Linked DNA regions of Mus musculus: regions 1, 3 and 4 are each linked to region 2. A link is a contact called in public promoter capture Hi-C data. All regions are on one chromosome and are shown on one strand. The core of a region is the stretch at or near the end of the contact, and the rest is flanking DNA. Distances in the headings are between cores, read along the strand shown.

What was found. Promoter capture Hi-C pulls out the DNA fragments that hold promoters and counts their contacts.
Region 1: a promoter capture Hi-C map of cranial neural crest shows a contact between it and region 2. The contact joins the promoter of Sbk1 here to the promoter of Kif22 in region 2. A contact is called at or near these places in 2 of 39 promoter capture datasets (cranial neural crest and liver).
Region 3: a contact with region 2 is called in a promoter capture Hi-C map of hematopoietic stem and progenitor cells, with 2.3 times the contacts expected there. The contact joins the promoter of Phkg2 here to the promoter of Kif22 in region 2. A contact is called at or near these places in 3 of 39 promoter capture datasets (hematopoietic stem and progenitor cells, hippocampal neurons and liver) and 2 of 9 other capture datasets (adipose tissue and pancreatic islet).
Region 4: a contact with region 2 is called in a promoter capture Hi-C map of liver, with 2.3 times the contacts expected there. The contact joins the promoter of Stx4a here to the promoter of Kif22 in region 2. A contact is called at or near these places in 2 of 39 promoter capture datasets (liver and neutrophils).

Annotation. Positions count from the first base shown.
Region 1 is chr7:126,271,193-126,274,361 of GRCm38.p6, reverse strand. It overlaps Sbk1 (SH3-binding kinase 1), which reads right to left and starts at 1,866. Exons shown (of 4, transcript NM_145587.3): 1 at 1,263-1,866.
Region 2 is chr7:127,040,921-127,043,697 of GRCm38.p6, reverse strand. Kif22 (kinesin family member 22) reads left to right here and starts at 1,278. Exons shown (of 14, transcript NM_145588.1): 1 at 1,278-1,354. The coding sequence starts at 1,297.
Region 3 is chr7:127,571,670-127,574,687 of GRCm38.p6, reverse strand. It overlaps Phkg2 (phosphorylase kinase, gamma 2 (testis)), which reads right to left and starts at 1,340. Exons shown (of 10, transcript NM_026888.3): 1 at 1,232-1,340; 2 at 722-834. The coding sequence starts at 816.
Region 4 is chr7:127,840,301-127,843,139 of GRCm38.p6, reverse strand. Stx4a (syntaxin 4A (placental)) reads right to left here and starts at 1,332. Exons shown (of 11, transcript NM_009294.3): 1 at 1,072-1,332; 2 at 775-876; 3 at 596-695; 4 at 382-456. The coding sequence starts at 1,101.

The DNA.
Region 1 (3,169 bases), core at 617-3,116, 770 kb after region 2:
TGATGGGAAGGTATCAGCTGCTCAGGTCTGATCTGGGGAATCAGGTGTCACAGGGACAAGGGGTCAAGGGTTGGGCAGCTGGTCCTGACATGGTCTGGACAAACAAAACAGCCCAAGGATCTGAAGCCTGATCATCAGGAAAAGATGAGGGGAAGCCCCAAACTCCAGGGCTGGAGCTTCAGACACGGTAGATGTTGCAATGAATGGATAAATAAACGAACAAAGAAACTTCTATAGGGCTCTGTGTTCTGAATCCTGCCTTCCCCAGCCTGTCTGCTCACCTCCTACCTGACTTTACACCTGTCTGTGGAAGGCTGAAAAAAACCTTCCTGCCCTTTCTCGGGGTACAACGCACCCAAGATCTTCCGGCATTCCCTGGGTCCTGGGGTTTAGGACATTTGTTGAGGCCCTCTTGATTGTAGATGCTTTGGAAAGCTTAAGCAAGAATCCAGACTCACTCCTGCATCGTAGAGGACACAGTGTCCCAGTCCCGGACTTGGCCCTAGGTGTTCCCCGGGTCAGAAAAAGGGAAAACACTCAGGTTTGCTGTCCTTGGGACTTAGAGGGGCAGAAAGGTGCTCTGACCCGAAATGGTTTCTTCATTCAGGGTACCTCCCTCCCCCAAACTAGCTGTTCACTGAGAGGGCTTGTCCTCTCCCTGTTCTGCAGGGAGCACAAAGAGGGACTGGATAAAGAGCCCCACTGAGACCTGAGCTGGGGTCTCAGAGTCAGAAAATAAGAGACTCATCCTCTCAAACACGCCCCTTCCCTGCCCTCTCAGACAAAGGCACACACCCAAAGCCCCAGCTGTCACCCAGAGCTGCAGAATGCAGGCACCTCTCACCTTTGGGCGCCCCAAATTTTCTCTTTCCTGTGGGGAGGGTGGGTGTCACTTAAGAACTCAGCTTGGTCTTTGGGAGATGATAGTTACGTGTCTTTATTCTTCAAAGGACCTAAGGTCTAAGGCTCCAGGCTATTCCGGGGAGACTCTCCACCTTCTAACCCCTCTCCAGGGCGTCGCAACTCCTCTCTCCCGGGGTCCGAAGCTGTGCCCAAATCTCAGGGTTGGGGTGGAAGGTGGGGGAAGGGAGAGGAGGAGGGGGCGGCTCCTCCAAGCGAGACACAAAGAGACGTCCTTCAGCCTCGGCTCCATGGCGACGCTGAGGAGGGGGAGCGCGCACTCTGGACTTCCTTCCCCACCTGCAGGACTCTAGGGACCTCGGTACCACTCACCTGCCGCCCCTCACCTGGGTCCCACTTACCTGGGCTGGGGCCGCGGGGACGCCGCGGCAGGGGGCCTGGGCGCCGTGTCGATCTTCGTCTGCCCGGCCCGAGAGGGGCTCAGGGCACCACTACCACCATGAGCCGGGACGCTGAAGGCGTCGCAAGGGGCTTGGTCGCCCGGGTCCCGAGGCTTTGGGGTGCCCGCGGCTTCTCGTTAGCAAGAGGATCTTGCTGTCCTAGGTTTGGGGTCCCTGTGTGCCGGAGTAGCGGATTAGGGAGGCTAGCGCCCCAAGCCTGGGTCTCTCTGTGTCTTGAGGTGTGCGGTTGTAGCAAGCAGATCTTGGGGGGCCCGGGTTGGATCGGTCGCTGCGTCCCAGCAGCCGCGTGCGAGGATGGAGGTCACCGCTCAGCCGCTGGGGGGTTCGGGCGCCGCCGCTGCGAGCAGCCCGGCCCTGCGGGCTCCTGCCCCGGCCTGGCGCGGGCTGAGGCTGCGGCTCCGGCTGAGGCTCCCGCTCCGCCCGGCACTCGGGCTCCAGCGCCGGTGCCCGCCCGGGCTGCGCTCCATCGCGGCCTCGCGGCTCCGCCTCCCGCCGGCGCGTACCTGCCCGCCCGCCGCTCCGCCCTCCGCCTCGCGCGCCGCCGCACGCGCCTTTGTCCGCCGCGCCGGGTGCGCGCTCCGCGCACGCGCACTCCCGCCGCGCCCTCCCGCCAGGCGCCACGGGCCTGGACCTCCCCACCGCCGCGGGAGCCGCACGATGCCCCGCCCGCTTTCCGGCCACGCGGGGTCCTAAGGCCCGCCGGTCATTGGCATAAGCTTCTTTTTCTAGGTCAGAGCCCAGGAGGGGGCCAGAACGAGGTTAGAGAGGGCTCGGGGGAGTCACAGAGGGTCACCTGGTCCAGCTGCTTGGTCCCCGAGGGGCTAGACTGTCCCAGACTATTCCAGCCTGTGCTTGTGGGGCGGAGCCTGGATCTGTTTCAAAGAAGAAAAATAAATCCGAGCTCTCCTATTCAGAATGCACTCGCTCATTCAACTACCGGTCCATCTGTTCACCCGCCTGTCTGCCCATTCATCCTTCCACCTATCCATTCGATTTCCAGGGGACCTCATAAGACTACTAGGCTACTCAGAGACCTGGGGTCTGTGGGGCCGTGCAGGGTTCAGGCAGAACTTTCGAGCTCTGCTGTAGGGAGACCGCGAAGTAAGTTTAAGGAAAAGCTGGGATTAAAGGTGTATAGCAGAACGGAAGAAGGGGGTGGGGGGTTCCTGGCTGAAGCAGCAGCTGTGCAAAGCCACCCGGGTGTGAAGAGCTTTGTTCATTAACCGGAAATTGTAGCCTGGATGCAGGTGGGGCGATCGAGCAGAGATGGCGACAGAGTGGGAACAACGAACGCATCCTTCCAGAGGCCCAGTCTCCCATGCAGCATACTATTTTATTCATAGAAAAAGCCCCCGACGCACCCAAAATCTCTCCTCCTTTTAATCTCTGATCAGATTGTTTTCTCAAATTAGCATCCTCTTCCAACCACTCCAGCTGCTGGTAGAACTTTTAGAGCTGGTTATTGCAAACTCAGGTAGCCTTAGGTGGAGCTGGGAAGACGGCTTATTAAGTAAAGTGCTTGCCAGGCAAGCATGAGGGACTTGAGTTCCTCCAGTGCCATGACACCTGTAGTTCCAGCCCTGGGAAGGCAGAAACAGGTGGATCCCAGGGACCAGCCTGATCTGATCCGTGAGTTCCAGTGAAAGACCCAGTCTCTGAATAAATAAATAAGTACGGGAGGGGAGAAGGGGAACCAAGCGAGATGCTGCTAAAGACCAGGGTTCAGGCCCCCAGGACTCAGCTATGGCTGGGCAGGTGTAGCAGCCTAGAATCCCAGCATTTAGGAGGCAGACAGGATCCCCAGAGCAAGCTGACTAGCAAGACTAGCCGAATGAGTCAGCTCTAGG
Region 2 (2,777 bases), core at 29-2,528:
CTTTAATCCCAGCATTTTGGAAGCAGAAGCAGGCAGATTTCTGAGTTCAAGGTCAGCCTGGTCTACAGAGTGAGTTTCAGGACAGCCAGGGCTATACAGAGGAAATCCTGTCTCGAAGAAGAAAAAGAAAGGAAAAAAAAAAAAAAAGAATTTAGAAGTAATAACCAAAATGTCAAACAGTCCAGTTTCCATTTCCATGGTAATGAAGTTAACCTTAAGTCACTAGACTGTGACCAATCAGTTCTTGATTGTGTGAAATGCCGTCTCATTCTAGACCTGTAAATTGTGCTAGTCAATATCTTTGAATTTAGCTGGGTGTAGTGACACACAACTTTGATTCCTGTCTTTAGTCCCAGCACCAGGAAGGCAAAGACAGACAGGTCTCTGTGAGTTTGAGTCCAGTTTAGTCTACACCATTCTGGGACAGCCAGGGCTACCTAAAGATAATCTGTCTCACTGTGGTCCTTCATGGTTAGATGGCAAAGTGTTGCAGCTTCCAGGGCAGAAGAGCGCAGGTCTTTGTTAGTTTAAACCCAGCCTGGTCTACATAGTGAGTTACAATGTTGCTAGTTAGAGACCCAAAGACCACCAAAGTCTGGTTTGACAATCTGTATTAAGTCGCTAGAAAATTCCTGGAAAGAAACTCCTCACAAAGCAGTCTCAACTGCATTTTACAGAAGCTTTTAAAGGTAAAGAGCACACAAAAACTACATCCTGTTTGGCAGTTGCAGGGCAAAGGAAAGCAAGCAGTTTAACAGAAGCCAAACGCATGCAATTAGCTGGGGGCATTTTGTCCCAAGATTCTAAAACAGGGCTGGGAACTTTCCCACAGTAAGAAAAAAAAAAGGGGTGGTGGTGGGGGAGTCAAGTTCAAAGAGGAACTTTTTGCCTTCTCACACCAGGACAGCCAGGGCTACAAAGAGATTCTGTCCGCTCCAAAAGGCAAAAATTGTATTCAGAGCTGGGAACTTTGAATATAGAATCAATCAAGTGCTTTCAGAAGAAAAGCTGAGAAGGAAAAGTCGGGCGAAAGTCTGCATTTAGCCAATTCCAACCTGGCAATTCAAAAGCCTGAAAGTGCAGGGACCTCAGTTACTGACCATTTAGTGACAGACTCCAGGGCCCTATCCCTGGGAATATTTTGCTTTCGAGACCGGAAGTGAGCCCGAGACGGCGGAATTACGGTAAATTAGAACCGAAACTTCCGGCGGCACGTAGCTGCGATTGGTCGAATCTGAGAGGGAGGCGGGGCCCCGGTAATTCAAAAGAGAGAAGCGGGCCGAAGAAGGGAAGGCTATGAGCTTAAGGGCTAAGACGTGTCCGCAGCGACGGGAGATGGCGTCGGCCACCTCAGGTACGCGGGCCGGGAGGAGGGAGCACCACTGCGTGAGACTTACAGAGTAGCAGTGGTCCCGGAAAATCCAGCCGGCGCGGGGCGGAAGGGCGAGGGGACGCTGGCTGGCGGGCGTGGAGGTGGGCGCCACCGCACCCTGTCCTCTATTCGCTGCCTTCGGCGGTGTAGAGGGGGTTGAGACCCTGCCGAGGCTCCAGCTCCTGTCTAGAGCCTGAGCGCTAATGTGTGCGCTTCAATTTGTGTCATCTGTAAAGCCGGGCAGCCACCCGTCTGTAAAGACTGAGCAGCGAAGAGCCTCTTTATCTGTCTGTCTGTCTGTCTGTCTGTTCAGAGATCCCACTCCGACTGAAGGCTGTGTGAGATCACACGGCAAAGGAAAATCCTTTCCCTCCAGCCTTGGAACCGGATGCTGTTTTCCTGGTGAAAAGGCTGGCTGCCAGGAGATTCCAAATCTTTCCTAAGACGATTTGCGTATGCGTGTCTTTCCTCTTTCTATAGGCCGAAATCTGGCCTGTTTGTTTGGCTTTGGGGGAGGCAGACCTTTAGGAGAACGCCTCAGCCAGGCAGTGCTGCAAGCATTTTGTGATGAACCGTTTAATGTTGTACAGAGCTCTGAGGTCATGACTGTTAATGCCCTGTCTTTAACAAAAAGCTTTAATTTTATCAATGTGTGCCACCTATGTGTGGATCTCCGCAGAAGCCAGAAGTGTTGGACCCTCTAAAGCTGGAGTTACTGGCAGCTGTGAGCCACCAGATGTGGACCCTGGGAACCAAACTCAGAACCTCTAGAAAACTAATAGGCACTCAATTTCTAAGGCTCACCAGCCCCCTGTACTTGTGTTTTGACAAGAGGAAGCAGGCATAAATGGGGTAGATAGCTTCTTCAAGATAGCACAACTAGTAAATATTGGGAATCTAAATTCACACTCAGGTAGTTACACTGTAATGCCTCTGCCCTTGACAGTTATGTCCGAATACAGACTCTGAGACCCAGGGTGCTTGGTATGTAGTAAACGTTAAAGTGCTGAAAGACTGTTAGCCCTTTCCAAGAAATTACAATCATTTTCAAATAGTCCCATAAACAAATGTAGTATGAGGAAATACATTGGTAGAAAAGCATAAACTTGTAGTGTAGAATCTGAAACAAACCTTTGGGTATTTTGAGAAATCTTTATTAAGAAATGGTAATTGGAAGCTGAGTGGTGGCGCACACCTTTAATCCCAGAACTCAAGAGGCAGAGGCAGGTGGATCTCAGTTCAAGGCCAGCCTGGTCTACAGAGTGGGTTCCAGGACAGCCAGGGCTACACAGAGAAACCCTGTCTGGAAAAACCAAAATAAGAGAAGGGAAGAGAGAGAAATGATAGTTAGGACTGAGAGAGGAGCTGGGTTTAGTGCTCTGTAATTCCAGTAACGGTCCCGTTC
Region 3 (3,018 bases), core at 91-2,590, 530 kb before region 2:
AAACACCCCTCCCCCAACCCTCCTGTCATTTTCTTAGAAGTCTCCTAAAGCCCCTCCTCTGTGGAGACCCCGTTGATTGAATCCTACTGCCTACTTATTTTTTCCCCTAACGCTCCTTTCGACCTTTATCTTTTTTTCATTATGTAAAGATAGAAACATTTCCAAGACAGAAACTTCCTCAGGGTTCCTGTTCTGTCACTCCCTCACCCGGTGTTCTTGGTGCTTAACACAACATAACCAATACACTATGCTTCTGAAACTAAACCATAAAGCATCTGTGGTGGCGATCACAGTAGCAATCCCTGCTCCCCTCCCCGACAGGGTTTCTCTGTGTAGTCCTGGCTGTCCTTGAACTTCCTCTGTAAACCAGGCTGGTGTCAACTCAACAGAGATTCACCTGCCTCTGCTGGGATCAAAAGCATTCACCACCACCGCCCAGCTCCAAGCATCTTTTCTACAGACCCCTACTTCTCGAACTAGATACCTTTGAAATGCTCACGTGATGGGTATTTTCTACCTTCCCGTTGTCTGGACCACAAACAATTGTTGACAATATAGATGAATAGAGGAAAAAATGCGGGTTAACTCGGAATACTAGCCAAGTCACTAACTGTTTTCCACTGTCCACTTCCTAACTATCCAGTCTTCAGAAGGAAGCCTTATTTCCTGGCTGGGAGCTGACTACACTGGGCCGGTGTATGCTTCAGCTGTGAAGGCTCACCTGCCAATGATGTCCTTAGGGTCGTACTTCTGGTAAAACTCTTTGGCCGCAGCCCAGTCAGGGAGTTCATCCTCCGGCCCCACGTCCAACGTCATTCTGAGGGATGTGGGGGCCTGGGAGGAGGAAACGGAGGGCAGTGAGGGCAAGGAGGCCCACAGGTTCTGAGAGGATGCACATCGTGGCTCCCGGGGGCGCAGCACCTGCGGCTGGGGCGCCAGGGTCCTGGGGGTTGGGGGTGGGGTAGGGGAAGGATCAGGACCGGGGAGACCACAACGAAGGGCCTAGGGGGGAGGGAGGGAAGCAGGGCAGGGAAGAGGATAGGGAAGGGCGGGAGGGGGGAAAGGTGGCTCGGAAGAAGGGGGAAATGGCACAAGTGCGGGCGGCTGTTACCGCGCAAGCGCACTTGGCGTCCACTGGGAGGGGCGCGGGGGTCTCGAGCAGGATGACCCGTGCGAGCGGGGAGGGGGAAGGGAGGGTGGGGGGAGGGGGGTGAGGAGGGAACAGTCTAACCTGCGCAAAGACCCTCAGCTGCTTGGTTTATGTTTGTTCCTTTGCTTTAACCTGTAAGGCTCCCACAGCGACCTAAGGCACCGCCCCCATCATTGCAGCCAATGGCCCCTGCTGTTTGAGAACTAGGGATTAGAAACCCTCCGATTGGAAAATGGCAGTCCAATAGGAAGACGGGATTCCAGGGCGGACAAGGCCGTTGGCGCTAGAAGTCCCCAAAAGGTCTCCACCATGAGGAGGAGCCTGAAAAACAGCCAATCAACATGTAGCACTTGCTTTTCTCTCCTGGTGCTGCTGGTCTGTAAAGAGACACGGAAGTTAGGTTACCGGAAATGTGATGTCTCCGCACTACCTCACCGTGCCCTCGGACAAGGCCCTTTTAGTTTCCTTCTGGAATCCTCATTTATTATAGTAAGAGCCTGTTCCAAAATTCCTTTTTTTGTGGAAACCTGCGTGTAGACAAGTGTGGTCATGCACGCTTAATCCCAGCACTAGGAGGCGAGGCAGGCAGATGGATCTCTTGAGATGGAGGCCAGCATGGTCTACAAAGTGAGTTCCAGGACCGGCAGGGCTGTTTATACAGAGAAACTGTTTTGAGAAACACAACAAAACAAAATGCATATGCAGCTTGGCCGTTTGGTCCTGACTAGAGCTTTCAGGATAGTGTCCATCATCCTGGGGTCACAGACTCCTACCGTCTTGCTCCCAGACCCTCCTGCATTAAGTACACAAGGTTGTTAAGGTCCTGCCTAGAGTAATTCCAAAGCCAGACATATCCTAAAACCAAGGTTCTGGAGTAACAGCAAAGAAAAAAGCAAATCCTCAAGGTTACAGTCCAGCAAAAGAGAAATGATAATTTTTGTTTTTTTAGACGGTGTCTCACTATGTAGCCCTTGTTAGTCAGGGATTCGTTGTGTATCCCAGGCTGGGGTGGAACTCCAAAGATCAGTCAGTTTGAGTGCTGGGATTTAAGGCTCAGGACGCCTAGATTACAGCATGATTTTCTAACAGCTTTTTCTATAAGGAAACCAAGTAATTTAGTGTTTTTGCTTTCTGTCACTGTAGAGCCTTTCCTCATCAAGCTTAACTTTAACAACTTGCAAAAATAGTTTTGAACTTTCCTAAGTAGGTTTGTTGTTGGTACACAGGGGATAATTATTCTGAAATTAGTCAAAATAATGTATTCATATAATTAGGAACCGAAGAGTCTTCCTATGAGAATATGAAATCTGGAACTAGAGGAAGAACTACAGGTAAAATTTGGGCAATGGTGAAAAACAGATTAAAAAATAATTTTATATTTTCCAGTATTGATTTCTAAAAGGACCCCCAAAACAGAAGCTAGTATAAAGTCTAAATGCTGATTTCTCTTGGTTGCAAACAAAGGAACCAGGGATCTTTGGGAAATGACCAAGGACAACAATAATGTGTCAGGAATCACAACCTGAGCCTCCCGATATTCCATTTAACTCACAGACTTTAAGTAGGTGGGGTTTACTGCATGTTCATTATACTTGACTAGAACATATTTTAAAGATGACAGCAGGACTTGGGATAGAGCTTAGCTATTGAATGCTTGCCCAGCAGGAACAAGGCCAAGCAGAACTCCAAGCGCTGAAAAGAGAGAGAGAGAGAGAGAGAGAGAGAGAGAGAGAGAGAGAGATGGGTATAAAAATTGAGAAAGTATATAAATTATTCACCTGATGAATAAAGGAGAAACAGTGATTTTCGGTGATGCAGCTGCTTTTGAGTCACTATGCTCCTATATAAAACCAAATAAACTCAGTGGT
Region 4 (2,839 bases), core at 83-2,582, 800 kb before region 2:
GTAGGTGAGAAGAGAGAAGGGAGAGGAGAAGGGGGCGAATTCTGAATTTCTGAGATATGTTTTTCTTTGAATTACACCAGTGGGTTCCCACAAGCGTGGAGGAACCTCTCATCTGCTTGCCCAAAGAATACACACTGGCCTGAAAGGATGAGAGCAGTAAGTAATTTTGAATTTAAACTTAAAATAATAATAAAGGAATCTGAGAGGCCATAATGTGCTCTGCAAAGTACCATGGCTTTGATGCCATGGGACAGAGATCCTAGACCCAAGTCTGCTGTGTGACCTGGATCTATCACTTGACTGTATACAACAACTAGATACACCAGCAACTGGGCTGAATCAAAGGGAAAGATATGGCTGAGACCCTTGAAATTCATTCACCTTTTAGCTGCGCCCGGACCTCTCTCCCCAGCTGTTTGATCTCCTCTCGCAGGTTCTGCAGGCCCTGCTTCATGCCTAAACGAGAAAGCCAACACTTCTAAATCACAGCCTCTCCCACAAACCAAAACCAAACCCATCCTGGCCATCACCTGAATAAAACTACATCCCCCATAGTCCACCGGGCTGGCGTGCGTGAGCCCTAGGTTTCGCTTACTCTCCTCGGGAAGAGGCGTGGCCAGGATGGTGACCTGCTGTTTCTCCAACTCCCGGACTTTACTCTCCAGTTTGGCCATAGTCTGCCGAATTGTCTGCACCTAGGAAGGATCACCAAGAGGGCTGAAGACTTAAGTGTCACTCTAGTCCGCCCTACTCCTCGGTTCTCCTGACCCTTACCTTCTGGAAGAACTCGTCGTCCGGGCTGCCCAACCGGGCAGCACCTGAGTGCACCACCAGCGCGACTCGAACCTCATCTTCATCGTCTGAGATGTTATCCCCCTGCCAGGGCCGGAGTCATTGGCGACAGTTGCTCGCTGCGGTTCTCGCCCCGCAGGAACCATGGGCTTCCGGGATTTTCCTTCCTGGCCATCAGCCACCCGCCCGGGACCCAAAACCAGGAGTCCTCACTCCAGCGCGCCCGCCCGGCCCCGCTTCTCCTCACTCCAGGGTGTCCTCACCATCCCGGTTTCTCACCTGCCTCAACTCGTGGGTCCTGTCGCGCATGGTGGTCGGAGTGCCCTGGACCCGAGCCCAAAGGGCCTCAAGGTTCTAAATTTGGAAGTCCTGCACCTCTCTCACACTTGACACCCCCTCCCTCACCCAGCGAACTCCAGTACACCCCGGAGCCGCCAAAGGCCCCACCCCTTTCACCATCCACAGTCGTGGGGAAGAACCCGATCATAGGACCCCCAAAGTTCTACAGGTTGGAATTCCCTTCTCTTCCCCCCATCCTGCTCCCGCAGCTGCCGCCCCGCCCCTCGGGGGATGACTCCGAGCATGCGCGCGAGGGCTCGGCTCGTCCTCGCTAGAGGGAAAGGCGGAGGTCGGAAGCAGTGGCAGCCGAACGGAAGCGAGGCTGCCTGAGTCCAGAGCCCGCCCCGCTGCTCCCCCCCCCCCCACTACCGGAACATCTCATATTGGAGCCGAGATCTAGTTGCCCAAAGGGTTGGGAATGCGTCATTTGCACGCAGTCTGAGAGCCTCGTATCTCACATCACCCCATGGCGCCCCCTCATCACGTGACAGGCCGGGCCCAGCTCCGCGGGCTGCACGCCCGACCGCCAGTCATGTGTTCCGGCCTGTCAGCGACGTCTCGGGCTTCAGTCTCGCGACGTCCCCGACACCCCAGCGTCTGAGCTGTGCCCCAACAGCTTCTTCGAGGTGGGGAAGGGTACACTGCCTACTCTCAGCCACCTACTAAGGATGCTCTGTAGAATTCACTTTTTTGTTGTTTTAATTTTGGGTCCTCGGGCGTGGGCAAAGTGAAGACTTGCATTTGGGGCTGTCAGTATCATGAGACCTTGGAAATCAGGAAATAATAAGACCCGAGTCTCCAGCGTCAGGGAATTGCAGGGTTTTGTAGGCAGAGAATCTGGGGGTGGGAAGTGACCTCAGCCAAGGTGGCGCTCCCCCCGCTGCTCCCCCGCGTCCTCCTGGCACAGCCTCTGACAGGTGGGCGGCCTATGCCCCGAGTGAGCATTGCAGTCCCGCTGAGCTCGCTACCTTCTGAGCAGCACGACAATTCCAGAGCAGCTCAGACTGAGAAAAATGTACTGTTACCTCCGCAGCCCTGCCTTACAGCTGACGTCTCAGCATGACTTGCTTTTCTTTAACGGAATCCCCAACACCAAATTCGGTAGCTGCCACATAGCAGTCCTGCATAGAAGATTTGATCCGAATAGTAGCCTTTCCTGTATTTGAAACTAAAGCCCGTGGCTTCCTGATCTTCTTTACGCTTCTCTCACGGTGCCATTTCCCCAGATTTGTTTGTTTGTTTGTTTGTTTGTTTGTTTGTTTTTCGAGACAGGGTTTCTCTGTGTAGCCCTAGCTGTCCTGGAACTCACTCTGTAGACCAGGCTGGCCTCGAACTCAGAAATCCGCCTGCCTCTGCCTCCGGAGTGCTGGGATTAAAGGCGTGCACCACCACTGCCCGACTTCATTTCCCCAGCTTTGACCCTCCAGAAATACATTCACTTGATAGATTTATTGGACACATACATACTAGGGAATAGATACTGATATGGGCTAGCGACATATCAAGGACCAACAGACCAAAGTCCTGTGCCCTGTGGAACTTCTATTGTATAGAAGCTTCCCCCCCCCCCGCACCCCCCAAAGTCCCTCAGCAGGTGTCAGAACAGCTAAAAATGGGTATTTGAATACCTGAAAGTTCATCAAAAGAAACAATAGTCAGTCCCTTTCTGGTTCTGGGCGAGAAGCCTAGATTTCTGAGTTGCTATGGA